Regions from separate parts of the Sus scrofa genome. Here region 2 is linked to region 1. The links are chromatin contacts, called in public Hi-C maps. All regions are on one chromosome and are shown on one strand. Each heading gives the region's core, a stretch centred on a gene start, on an enhancer-like site or on the middle of the called end of the contact. The rest is flanking DNA. Distances are from core to core; before and after follow the strand shown. Region 1 has its middle 110 kb from the start of PROX1. Region 2 has its middle 390 kb from the start of PROX1.

Region 1 (6,263 bases), core at 1,252-3,751:
TCAGCCTGTAAACTGACGTGACAGAGCTGTGGCTGCACTTTTTTTCTGCATCAGCTCGCAGGGTGCTGTGTTCGGAAGATACTTGATAACGGCTTTCTGTTCTCCCCTGCGACTGTTGTTGCTGATGACGCTGATGTTGTAACCCCAGACCTATAGCAGGGACCCTGCACACGAGCTCCAGCCTGAGCGTTGTGGGACACTCCGTGAAGGGTGGGGGGAGAGCAGACGGCCCCAGAAATCCTCAACACTCCCCTCTTCCGCGACATGTTCAGCCAGAGTCAGACCAGCTTCTTTCAAGGTAACTTTCTGATCACACCTCTCTCCTCCCGTACTTCTCTCTCTCTCTCTCTCTCCTTTTTTATTTCTCTCAAATCGCAAAAGGGAAGATTGATAGCTGGAATGGAAAAACCCATGATGTGGCCTCACCAATCCAGGTCTAGACTGGGGTGGGGGAGATCCTCTTTCCTCATCTGTTTGTTTAAAGATAAAGAGGCCCTTTCAGTCCACGTGGGGTCCAGCAATTTAACCATAAACGGTATTAATGGATGTCAGAAAGTACCTGCTCTTTTGGGCTGTGCGGGGAGGGACATGAACCCTGATCTGTCTGGGCCAAAGCCCCCAATTTCAAAGTGTTGTCTTTTTAACTGCTTGTTCTAGTGTCTCATAGTTCAGGTTTAAAATGGAAAAAAAAAAAAATTGTTAAAGCCTTTTGTATTTCTAATACACATATTAGATCCTGGAATTTCAGATCTGCCAATAACTCTCTCTGTTCCAAAGAAAAAAAAAAAGCTCATTTTTTTTTCCTTACTGGAATTTTTTCATTCCTTCCCACCCACCCCACCTCCATTTTTCATTTCCTCAGGAAACCAGTTCGTTGGAGACAGAGGGAAAGTTTTCCAACACACTTCCCCAAGCCTCCCCAGACTCATGCTCACCCAGAGAGCGGTTTCGCACCAAGAACACATGTCACCATCGACTTAGCCTTGCCCGTAAAGACTTCTATCTCCAGTTCTCCAGAGCATTTGGGAAGCCCCGGTGGTGAAGGCAGCCTTCATTCCTGCCAACGACAGTCACCCTCCAGGAACCCTTGGAGGTGCTCTGGTTGGCCTCTGGGTGTCTGCCCTTTGCTCGACTGTCAATCAATGAGGCAAACATAGAGCCACTGTGGTGTCTTGGTGGTGTCCCCGCATGTGACTGTCCTGGGGGCTTCCTAGAGTGAAGGAAGTTTAAGTAGAGACTCTCAGCTGATTTTAGGAAGAACTATGGGAACGTCTTGCCCCCCTTCTTTAATTTTTAGGGCAGCACCTGCAGCATACGGAGGTCCCCAGGCTAGGGGTCCAATTGGAGCTGCAGCTGCCAGCTTACACCATAGCCACAGCAACGCGGGACCCAAGCTGCGTCTGCAATCTCAACCACGACTCACGGCAACGCCAGATCCTTAACTCACTGAGCAAGGCCAGGGATTGAACCAGCATCCTCATGGATACTATCAGGTTCTTAACCCACTGAGCCACAACAGGAACTCCCCTCCCCCTCTTTTTTTCACCAAACAAATATTTGAGGATTTTTTACTACATACTAAACAATGTTTCAGATGTTGGGGATATAAAGAGTGAACAAGAGACAAAATTCCTGCTCTCAAGTTTGCTTTCTAGTTGAGGGGGTGAGAGTGTTGAGTAGAGAAGGCAAAATGAAGAGGACATAATACAAAAAACCAAGAAAGCAAATAAATGGACATAATATATTTATTTCCTGATCAGAGCTAGGAAGAAATCACACAGCTTTTCAGAACAGTGACTAATCTCCTTTCTGCCTGCAGCTTTTGGGAAGCCTTCCTGTGCAGTCTCTAATTTTGGAATTGCTCACATACCTCTAGGCTCTGGGCATGCCATTAGTGGACGCCTTTGTCCCATCCAGAGCCAAGAGCCCACATTTCTCTCTGAAGATGGAGTTCAAAAAACTCTTGAGAGCAAGCTCTGAGGTTCACTGCCCTTCCACTAGCTCCCAGTTTCACTCAACCTGCTGAGGAACAGACGAGGTGAAGAATTTGGAATGTTCTGGAAGCCACTCTCCACGCTATGGCCCCAAACAAATGGAGAGCTTTTTAAAACGTTTGAGAGCAAAGGGGAAAATGAATAGAAGGAGAATTATTTCCAGCTGCAACGAAAACGTTACATTTCACCAAAAAGGGGTCCCCTGTGTTTCTCACCTTCCGTGACTCATCAGGTGTGGGGGGACCGAGTCAAATCTGGGTCCCAGTCCAAGGCATATGGGAAGCTTCCAGGGATGCTGACTTTTCGCTTTTCCTTCCTGCGGCCAACACACCGCATCTCAGTGCCGCGAGGGATCCTTCCCTGTGCGTCTTAGCTCGCCTTCTTGCTTTCCCTTCAGATATATCAAAATGTTCTTGGGTTGAGAGGACGTCTCCAGGCCTTGGAGGCTGGGGAGGTTATTGGAATCCGCGGTAGAAGTCCTTCTAAGACGGAGCTTACACTCTGCTTAGCAACCACCAGATGTCAGCAGCTCATCTGATTTCAGTTCTCCAGCCAAGGGGAAGACAACCCAGGGCGAAGGGAATGGCCGTCTTTGGCCGACATGGGCTTTTTCTGTTTCAGGTGGAACTTCAGCAAGTGGTCTGCTCTTAGGAAAAGTGCTAATAGCTCAAGCAGGATCCCAGTCGGAGGATGAAAAAGCCACTCGAACACCCTCTTGTGACGGGATTCTGGGGCTACCATCCTAATTTGATTTTCCTTTGTCAGCACCATTTGCAGACGGCAAAGATGTTTGTCAGGGAATGAGAGAAGGTTCATTGGGAAGATTTTTTGAGGCCCAGGGCAGCTAACTGGATAAGTTGGCTTTTAAAGTTTCTTAAAAAAATGCAAAACCAGGAGTTCCTGTCATGGCTCAGCGGAAACGAATCTGACTCGTATCCATCCCCGGCCCTGCTCAGTGGGCTAAGGATCCAGCACTGCTGTGAGCTGGGGTGTAGGTCACAGATGCGGCTTGGATCCTGTGTCGCTGTGGCTGTGGTGTAGGCCAGCAGCTATAGCTCCAATTCAATCCCTAGCTTGGGAACCTTCATATGCCTCAGGTGCAGACCTAAAAATAAAGGAAAGAAGGGAGTTCCTGTTGTGGCTCAGTGGAAATGAATCTGACCAGTGTCCATGAGGACGCAGGTTGGATCCCTGGCCTTGCTCAGTGGGTTAAGGATCCAGCGTTGCCAGGAGCTGTAGTGTAGGTTGCAGACATGGCTCAGATCCTGCATTGCTGTGGCTGTGGTGGAGGCTGGCAGCTGTAGCTCCAATTTGCCCCCTGGCCTGGGAATGCCCATATGCCGTGGATATGGCCAAGACTCTAAAGAAAACCTCTGTAAGAAGGAACAAAGAAGTCTGAAAGTGCAAACATTATTTAAAAGAAGGGCCACCGAGGAGTTCCCTTGTGGAGCAACAGGTTAAGGATCTGGTGTTGTCACTGCCGAGGCTCGGGTTGGTGCTGTGGCATGGGTTGGATGCCTGGCCTGGGAACTTTCACATGCTGTGGGAGTGGCCAGAAAAATAAAGAGGGGGCATAGATGAGGTACCAAAAGGGCAGGAAGTAATTAGGATCCGCTCCCGTGATAGGTGTTTATTTTGCAAAACCAAGTGAAGGAGCTATCAGAACAATAAAATGTGAGCCAAAGTACCTTGGGTGAATTGACATTCCATGTGGGGTAAAGTAAGGATACCATGAAATTGCTTAAAAAGCAAAGCAAAGAAAGTCCGTATAGCTAAAACGGCCCCAGGTTTTGTGGAGATGGCCTGCCCATTCATCCCTGGGTTTCCCAGCCCCTCCATAATGTACTTTTCAGGAAGCCCAACCCTGTGTGCAAATGCAGTACAATGACACTTATCAAAAGTTCTCAGAGGATTTCCTGTTGTGGCTCAGCAGTAACAAACCTGACTAGTATCCATAAGGATGCAGGTTCAATCCTGGGGCTTGCTCAGTGGGTTAGGGATCCTGCCAAGAGCTGCCATGAGTGTGCTGTGGTGTAGGTTGCAGATGCTGCTCAGATCCTGCGTTGTTGTGACTGTGGCGTAGGCCAGCAGCTGCAGCTCCAATTGGACCCCTAGCCTGGGAACTCCCATATGCCACGGGTGCGGCCCTAAAAAACAAATAAATAAATAAATGCATACTGTTAAAAAAAAAAGTTCTCAGATTCCTAAGATCCTAGTGGCAGTGATTCTTTTCTTAGTGGACTTCCAATGTACCATCACCCACTCTTCACTTTTATACTTCTTGCTCCTCTTATTGACTCTGTACCTCAAGGTCAAATCTGTATCCCCCATGCTATTGAGTCTCTGTGTGGCCAGAAGTGGGAGAGGAAGGGTCAATGTTTCTTGTAGCTAGTCTCCCAGTATGGAACCTGGTTATTACAAAATTAAAATATGGGACTGTACCTCCAAAGCCTGGCTTTCAAGCGGGGGCATGCCATTGACCAACAGGGCAGAACCCGCCTCTCCACCGACCTCCCCATCAACCTTACCCAGCCTTCCAACCACCCCCACGTGCCACAGCTTCCCTTCCTTTGAACTTCGCCTCCTGTTACCTCTGTACACCGTCCTGCGGAATTTCTGTCCATCTCATTTAGACTCAACTGAGGTCTCAAAATCTACCTCCTCCCCAAAGCCTTTACCTATGTCTTTTGTCTTTTGCATAAAACCCTCTGGACCCATTTACCCATTAAACACTATTTGTACCAATTCCCAGCCTGGGGAACCATCCTTCCTTCTGTCTGTAAAGACTGGACACTGCTAAGTGTGTAAGTGGGATCAGAGTATGTTTTTCTTTTTGAGACTGGCTTTATTTCACTTAGCCAGTCTTATCTTCGAGATTCATGCATTTTGAAGGTTGTCTCAAAATTTCCTTCCTGTTTAAAGCTAAATATATTGTAACTTATCAACGTATCACATTATACAAATTTAAAACAAAAACAGAAACCCCTCCAGCCTAATGTCATGCCACACCTCTTCTTTCCCAAGCACTGTGGCTGAGGATCTTTAGTTCGCTTAGTTAACAACCTAATATTCTATTGATACTTACATAAATATAACTATATATCAATAATTAATATCACAAATATACATATTATATCACATTGCTATCTATATTACATAAACTTATTTCTTCCACATTTTCTTCCAAAACTGATTAGGAATTTCTTGAAATTTAAAAATAATTTTTAGGGAGTTCCCATTGTGGCGCAGTGGTTAACGAATCCAACTAGGAACCATGAGGTTGCGGGTTCGATCCCTGCCCTTGCTCAGTGGGTTAACGATCCGTCCGTCGTTGCCTTGAGCTGTGGTGTAGGTCGCAGACGCGGCTCGGATCCCGCGTTGTGTGGCTCTGGCGTAGGCCCGTGGCTACAGCTCCGATTTGACCCCTAGCCTGGGAACCTCTATTTGCCTCGGGAGCGGCCCAAGAAATAGCTAAAAAGACAAAAAAAAAAAAAAAAAAAATTTTAGCCAAGCATTTTCCAAATGGTAGGATGCTAAAGATATCTGCTTTGATTTTTTTTTTTTTTCCAATTTTTAGGGCCACACTTGTGGCATATGCAAGTTCCCAGGCTAGGGATCAAATCAGAGCTGCAGCCACCAGCCTATGCCACAGCCACAGCAATGCCAGATCCAAGCCTCGTCTGCGACCTACACCGCAGCTCATGCAATGCCAGGTCCTTTAACCTACTGAGTGAAGCCAGGGGTCAAACCTGAATACTCATGGACATTAGCTGGGTTCTTAACCCACTGAGCTGCAACGAGAACTCCTAAAAATACCTGTTAATTGAGAGTGAAATATTTTATTTGCTGATCTCAGTTTATGCGCTAAGGGCCCAAGGATGTGTCCTCAGAAGTAAGTTCTGAGGACAAACGTGAAGTAGAGCCTGGGCCCTGTGCTCCTCTCTTATTCACTGATCCCTCTGAGATCCTTACCTGAAGAAAGGCCCAGAGAGGTATAGGTTGTTCAGTCTCCACCCCCTTTCTCTGAAGGCTGTGCTTCCTCCAGACAATGAGGAATGCCAAGCCTCAATTCCCGGAGGGTAATTTGATCTGCTAATTATATGCAAAGACTCAGATCCCTAAAAGAGGGCTTGACTTTGTTGTCACCTGGGAAATGTCAACAAATGACATTATCTCCTTTTGAGCAGCACTGTGGCTTCTGGCGGGGCAAGGAGAGTCAATAGGGAAGCGGGGTGAGTCAAGGGCCCTCAGGGTCACCAGGGACTGGGG
Region 2 (6,263 bases), core at 1,841-4,340, 500 kb after region 1:
AAGCCTACCTAAGTGGACTGCTGTGGCATCTTTGGGTCTCCTACTTTTCACATTCCCTAGAAGTAAAGTATCAGTTTCTTTTGTTTGGTCCCAGGAAATACAACAGTGGGTGATAGCATGGCAAATAGTCTTCCCAAGTCAGGAGGGTACTGGAAGTTTCTCTAATTCTTTACAAAGAGTTACATTTTGTAATGTTATCACCTCTCCCTCCCTCATTCTGGTCTACACACACAAACACACACACACGCATGCACAGTCAACTCATCGCCAAAATAAAGCAAAAACACAAACCCACAAAATACATGTGAATTCCGTCTTGCTGCCCATCTTTCAGTCCCTCGCTTGATAACCTCCAACTTCTGGGCAGCAAGCCAATCCCCTTTTTCAGCTCACATCACTCTTTGATCTTTCGGACCAAGAGACTCCTAGAAGACCGACAGGTGGTATGATATAATGGAGGGCACATGATCTGAGAGCAAAGAGACCTGGGTTTTAGGCAGAGTTGTGCCACTTACTAGTTTTTCTTAAGCAAGCTCTTGGTTTCCCCACTTATAAAAGTAAGAGAATAGTCCTTGACCAACCAACCCTCTCCCCTCTTCCTAGGACCACCAAGAAGCTAAACTAAAAATGCACATGTGTAAATTAACAGGAAATGGAGGCGCATCCGTCAAGGCAAATTTCCCTTTGAATGTTCTCTTCTGATGTGCATGCTGCCTCAAGGAAACAGCTAGATTTAAGTAAGTGCAGGTGAGTCTAACTCAGGGGTCCCAGGCCACCTGGAAACCCACAGATGACTCAAGCCTGATGATCCACTGGGGAAGGAGGTCTCCGGAGGCATTAAGCCTCTGCTGAGACCACCCACCGCCTCCCTCCTCTGCTCTAAGAGGCCAAACCAAGGGCTGCTTCCCCTATGCTCCTGAGAGACCTAGAAGTGGCCTACTTTTGAAATTCCCTCATCTGTTGTTTACTTTGGGGAACCTACTCTGGAACGTTCATTCTTTCAAGGCTCATCTATGTCCCCCAGTCTGAGAGCAAGGGGGGATGACCACCTCCCACGCTAATCCCTCCAAAGAGAAGTACCTCCTGCAGAGGAATCTACCCTTTGCTCCATTTCCGCTGGGAGAGGGAACCACAGAGCACAGGTGACTAGAGCCCAGGGCGATGCTGCTTTGGGGCAGAGCACAGGGGAGATGCTTGGAGGAGCTGCCACCCTACAGTTCAGCTGAGGAGCGGGCAGAGAGGTGTGCTGAATGAGACTCCCAGAGGTTTGCTTGCTCGGACTTTTGCCTTCTCGCAGGAGGACATCTAAACTCAGACAAATGGGCATTTCATATTTCCTGGATGATCTTCAGGGAAGTGGGGGGGGGCGGTCTTCTCAAGTTCCTCAGGCTCCCTTATTCCAATGTTTGAACATTTCAAAGATCCAGAAGTTCCGCCATATAGCCAATCAAAACCTCCATCGCTCTGCCTTAAACCCATTTAATCCATTCATTCTCTTATTTATCAAATACTCTAATGCCTACAGTGGCCAAAGCATTGAGTAAGCTATTTCCCTTCCAGAGTTATCAGCAGACATGGATGACGGCGGTTCACCACCAACTTCATGAAAACCCTTCGTCTTCCTGAAGGCACCTTGCCTGCCATCTCTGTGTCCCTCGCCCCACTCCATCTCCAGCCTATCATCCCTTCCCAGTGTTGAGGGAGGTCAATGATGAGGGGCCATAGCAAGGTGGATGCCACCCTTGATATATAGAGCAGGAACCCAGGGCTGCCTCTCCTTCCTCCCATCCCCACCCTCTTGTGGAATACTGACTTATTTCCCTTTAGGTCTCTGGCACCCAACACAGATCGGGCACTCAATAAATAGCTGACATAAATAAAACAGCCCTGATGCTCGTACAACTTCCATGCCTGCTTGGGGCTCTGTCAATCCCCGGGCAGGTCCCAGCAAACATAAAGGCAAAAGGAGATCTTTCCCATCAAACACAGCAGGCAATGGGAGAAAGGCGTGAGATACGGGAGTTATCACAGAGGGTTTCCAGGGATACAGAGCAGTGCCTAAGAAACTGGCTTGTCAGTGAGTCACCCCCAAAAGGGTCTGGAGAATTAGGGCACACATCCAGGCTGATGAGAACAAGGGAATCTGGCACACACCTGCCACCTTCTGCAGTCTGAAAGCGTGGGAACGTGGACTGGGTCAACAAGGGCAGTGTGGGAACCCCCCTGGGAGCTGAGGACTGGCCACGTGACCTCTCAAGGCCACCACCACCACCAGGATGCTCCTTACCTGTCTCTCAGCACCCAAGTCCCTGGCATCTGTACCACCTACTTCCTGGTTCTGAAGCCCAAGGAGGTAGGAGGGGACGAAAGAACCACAAAGGCAGAGCACTGACTTCCCGGAGCCTTAGAAGGATGGTGGCCTTCCCCTCATCTGTCTCATTCTCTTAAGTTGAGTCTCTTCCTTCACTTTGCTAATAATGTAAAGTATCAGCTAAAAATTGCAATGCATGCATTTCATTTGAGTTTTATTGCCCTAACAGACAGCATTAGATTACAAAAGAGGACATTTTTCTTCTCAGTTTTAGCTTATTCTGATGATTTATGATTAGATACAGCAAGAGTTCATAAACTTCCCTGACCTGCTGACAGTTTTTACAGGCTCCCAGATTTATTTCCATCTCAAACTTAACAGCTTTCATGTGACTGATATTCCCAGCGTCCCGGCATGGCTGAGCCAGGGGCTGAGAGAGCCTCTAATCTCCATGTTACTAATTTAAATGAAGTCTTGGTCTGTTGTTTAAAAAAGACATCAGTCATCCCGGGGAGGTTTACAGATCCTCTTGTAATGTAATGTCAGCCCCTTCTGAGATATGAGGTTTATAAAGCCTCACGATGTTGAGTGTTGGCAGACAGGCCAAGGTCACCGTGTATGGCAAAGGGGAGGGGCGGGGAATGCACTTCAGAGCGGGAGCAAAGGATCCCCAAGAAAGAGTGTTCTCCCGAATTGTTCCAATTCAGTGCATCCCATCCCTACCTGAGGCTGAGGAGCTCTGGAAAAATGCAGCCCCTGGCCCCTGATCACAAGAGCATCCTGGGCACCTGCTCTTTGTTCCCATAGGACCCTCTGCACAGGGCACTTTGAGCTGCTCCCCTCTCCACCTGCAGACAGTTTCCTGGGCTTCGGAAGCTTCAGGAAGGAGGGCGAACTCCGGGAGGCCCCCCAGAGGCGGGGTGGGGTGGGGGTGGGGAGAAGGGCAGGACTCCATCCACAGAGCAGAGCGAGGCAGAGCTGGGAGAAGACGGATTCCTTGTGCCGGCCCGGGCTGTTCTCACACATTCACACGCCCGGGTGTCTGAAGGTCACTTACAATCAGACCTTCACTGGGCAGGAGTTGCCTTTGTTGCTTGGAGATCAGATAAGAAGTGACAAGTAGCAATAAGCTCTGGCTCCCTGGGGAGATGGTGGAGGCCCGCGGGGCTGAGGGCTTAGGGGGAGGGGGCCACTTCTCATTCCCCTGGGAGAAGAGGGGGGTGTGGAATAAATGCTTCACCCATGCACAGCCCCGTCGGAAGCGGGGAGAGGCCAGCCCCCTGGAGCTCGGCAGACCAGGTCATGCGTGATGAGGGTTCACCGTTCGCAGCCCTGGACCAACAGGGGCCACGGGGATGAGGGCAGGGGACACTGCTGTTTCTGCTGACATTCACCCAGTGCCAGATGGATGCAGGCCTTGGGCAGGATTTCAAACAACCTTCGCAGCCACTGACAGTTGAGAACAGTGAATCAAATGGCTATTATTATTGCCACTTTACAGATGAGGCAACTGAGGCTCGGGATAGGAGAGAACTAGCCCAAGACCACATACCTAGTAATTGGCAGAGTTGAAGGTTTAATTCTAAGGGCCAGTTTCTTACCCACGACATCCTCCTAGCAACTGAAAAGACTACAGATACGAGTTCCCTGGTGGCCTAGCCAGGTTAAGAACCTGGCATTGTCATTGCCATGGGTTTGGGTTCAAATCCCTGGCCCCAGAACTTCTGCTTGCCGCAATTGTGGTCAAAAGAATAAATAAATTAAAAAAATAAAAAGACTACAGATACTAAGAATAACAATATCAAAAACCAAACTTCTGTCTGTCTGCAATCCTTTGGAACCAAGACAGTTGATGATTTCCCCCTGCTCTGGAGACAGACTAAGAAACACTGGTTTCTTTCAGTATTTAAGCAAGATTCAGGGCCTGCCAGCATCATGGGCTCTACCTGGAGTGGCAAAGCAAATGCAGTTTCCCAGTGGGAACCCTTCCAAGCTCCACAGGGCAACACGTGCCCTGAGAGATTCGTGTGCACAGGACATTTGAGAACCACTCATCTTATCAAAGCACATAGCCGGTATCCTGTCGGACTTCAGCAGCCAGGGGAACTACACAGCTTCCCAGCAATTCCTGATTTCTCTCCTCAAAATGCAGCCTCTCTATTTGCTTGACATGAATTCCTAGAGCAGAATATTGGAAAAAAAAAAAAAAAAAGCCTGAACACACATTTCAAAGTCACTTCAGAAAGGTTTGGAAAATTTCCACCATTCCTCGTCATTTATCTCTTCATCTAGAGCATCCATGGATAATGGTGCTAGAGAAACAGCTGGACAAGGCAGATGTTGGCATTTGTTAAGTGCAGCCACTTCCCTGTTAGAATACCAGATGTCTCTGTCCGGGGGGATTTTCTCTGGAAAATCTCATGAACCCCACAGCACCTTTTCTCGAAGAGTGTTCTATGGACCAGCAGCACCCCCAAACTTCTGGGGCTGCTTGTTAAAAATGCAAATTCCCAAGCTCTACTCCAGGCCTACCGAATCAATACTCTGGGGGATGGGTTCCTAGAATCCACATTTGTAACAAACTCCCTGAACGGTTCATACATACACTCAGCTTTGGGAACATACCTGGTATGGGAGAAAGGCCCTGGATTTCACAATCAGGGGACCTTAGCTCAGAACTAAACGCCACAGTCAAAGCCTCACACTGTTGCTTGCAATGGAAAATGGTGCAACCCCTTGGAAAAGCAGTTGGACAGCCTCTTGTACAGTGAAACATGCATTTACTATAGAAGCCAGCGGTCCCACTCCTAGAACGTTACTCAAGAGAAAGGAAAACATGTCCACACAAAAACCGGCACACAAGCACTCAGAGCGGCATTATTCATAGTAGCCCCAAATGTGGAACAGCCCAGAGCCCATCCACTGGTGACTGAATGAACAAATGTGGGCTCTCCACACAATGGAAGGCTCCTCAGCCACAAAAACCAACAACGTAGTGATACAAAAGGGTAAATCTCAAAACAATATGCTAAGCGGAAAAAAATCCAGACATGGATGACTACATATTATATCATTCCTTTCAAAGGAAATTCTAGAAAAAGCAAAACTAATCGATAGTGACAGAAAGCAGATCCCCAGATGCCTAGGTCAGGGATGGGGGAGTGGACTGCAAAGGGGCATGAGGGAACATGTGAAAGTGATGAAAATGTCCTGTATCTTGATTTTGGAGGCAAAATTATTTTTGTTGAAACTCTTCAGCTTCCACACAGTGGGTGCATTTTATTGTATTTGTGGAAACTCTTCAACCTCTGCACAGTGGGTGCATTTTATGGTCTGTGAATTATAACTCAGTAAAACTGATTTTGTAATACTTTGTGAAGTTTGAAAAAGCCTCGTCATGTTGAGCTATGTGACCCTGACCAAAGTACTTAACTTCTCTGTTCCCGCCTCCTCATCCCAATCCAAAGTAGTTTCCAGAATTCCATTGTGCCTCTAGCCCCAAAACCATCCTTCCGACTTTAAACCTCTAGAAGCCCCACTGACTATATCAAGCTGTCATTTAAAATAAATAGGTTAAGTGGTTCAAATGTTTACATCAATGTTGAAATGTTCTTGGTGATGTAAAGACATATTTACCTTCGACGACATGACCCTGGCTGACAAAGCTTAAGAGTCGTGTTCCACGCAGTCGGGAAGGATGTGAGGTGTTTGGGGCCAATAAGAGATGGAGACCATGCTTGTTTGGGCTCCGTTTTTGCCTGGAAGGAGGATCCCAAAGCCACTGGAGAAGAGGGTTGACCTCACATATTTATGGATAGTACATGACAGCCCAGAAGAATTAAGACGTTTACGCCAAACGCCCCTGTCAAACAGGGGTCCCCCTCAGCTTTCACTTGCACCTTACAATTGCAGCCCCTTCGTTCATATACTCAATACATTCTCCTTGAGCCCA

The links. Hi-C and Micro-C count contacts between places; a contact is called where the count stands out from the background.
Region 2: a Hi-C map of heart right ventricle shows a contact between it and region 1, with 2.7 times the contacts expected there. The contact joins two enhancer-like sites. A contact is called at or near these places in 2 of 47 Hi-C or Micro-C datasets (fetal heart ventricle and heart right ventricle).

The regions. Positions count from the first base shown.
Region 1 is chr9:129,459,245-129,465,507 of Sscrofa11.1, forward strand. No RefSeq gene overlaps it. Among named protein-coding and RNA genes, the nearest start is that of PROX1, 110 kb to the right of the region's middle. Within about 2 kb of position 2,502, at least 2 of the 83 cell types and tissues checked have an H3K27ac peak or open chromatin away from gene starts, as enhancers often do.
Region 2 is chr9:129,958,886-129,965,148 of Sscrofa11.1, forward strand. No RefSeq gene overlaps it. Among named protein-coding and RNA genes, the nearest start is that of PROX1, 390 kb to the left of the region's middle. Within about 2 kb of position 3,091, at least 3 of the 83 cell types and tissues checked have an H3K27ac peak or open chromatin away from gene starts, as enhancers often do.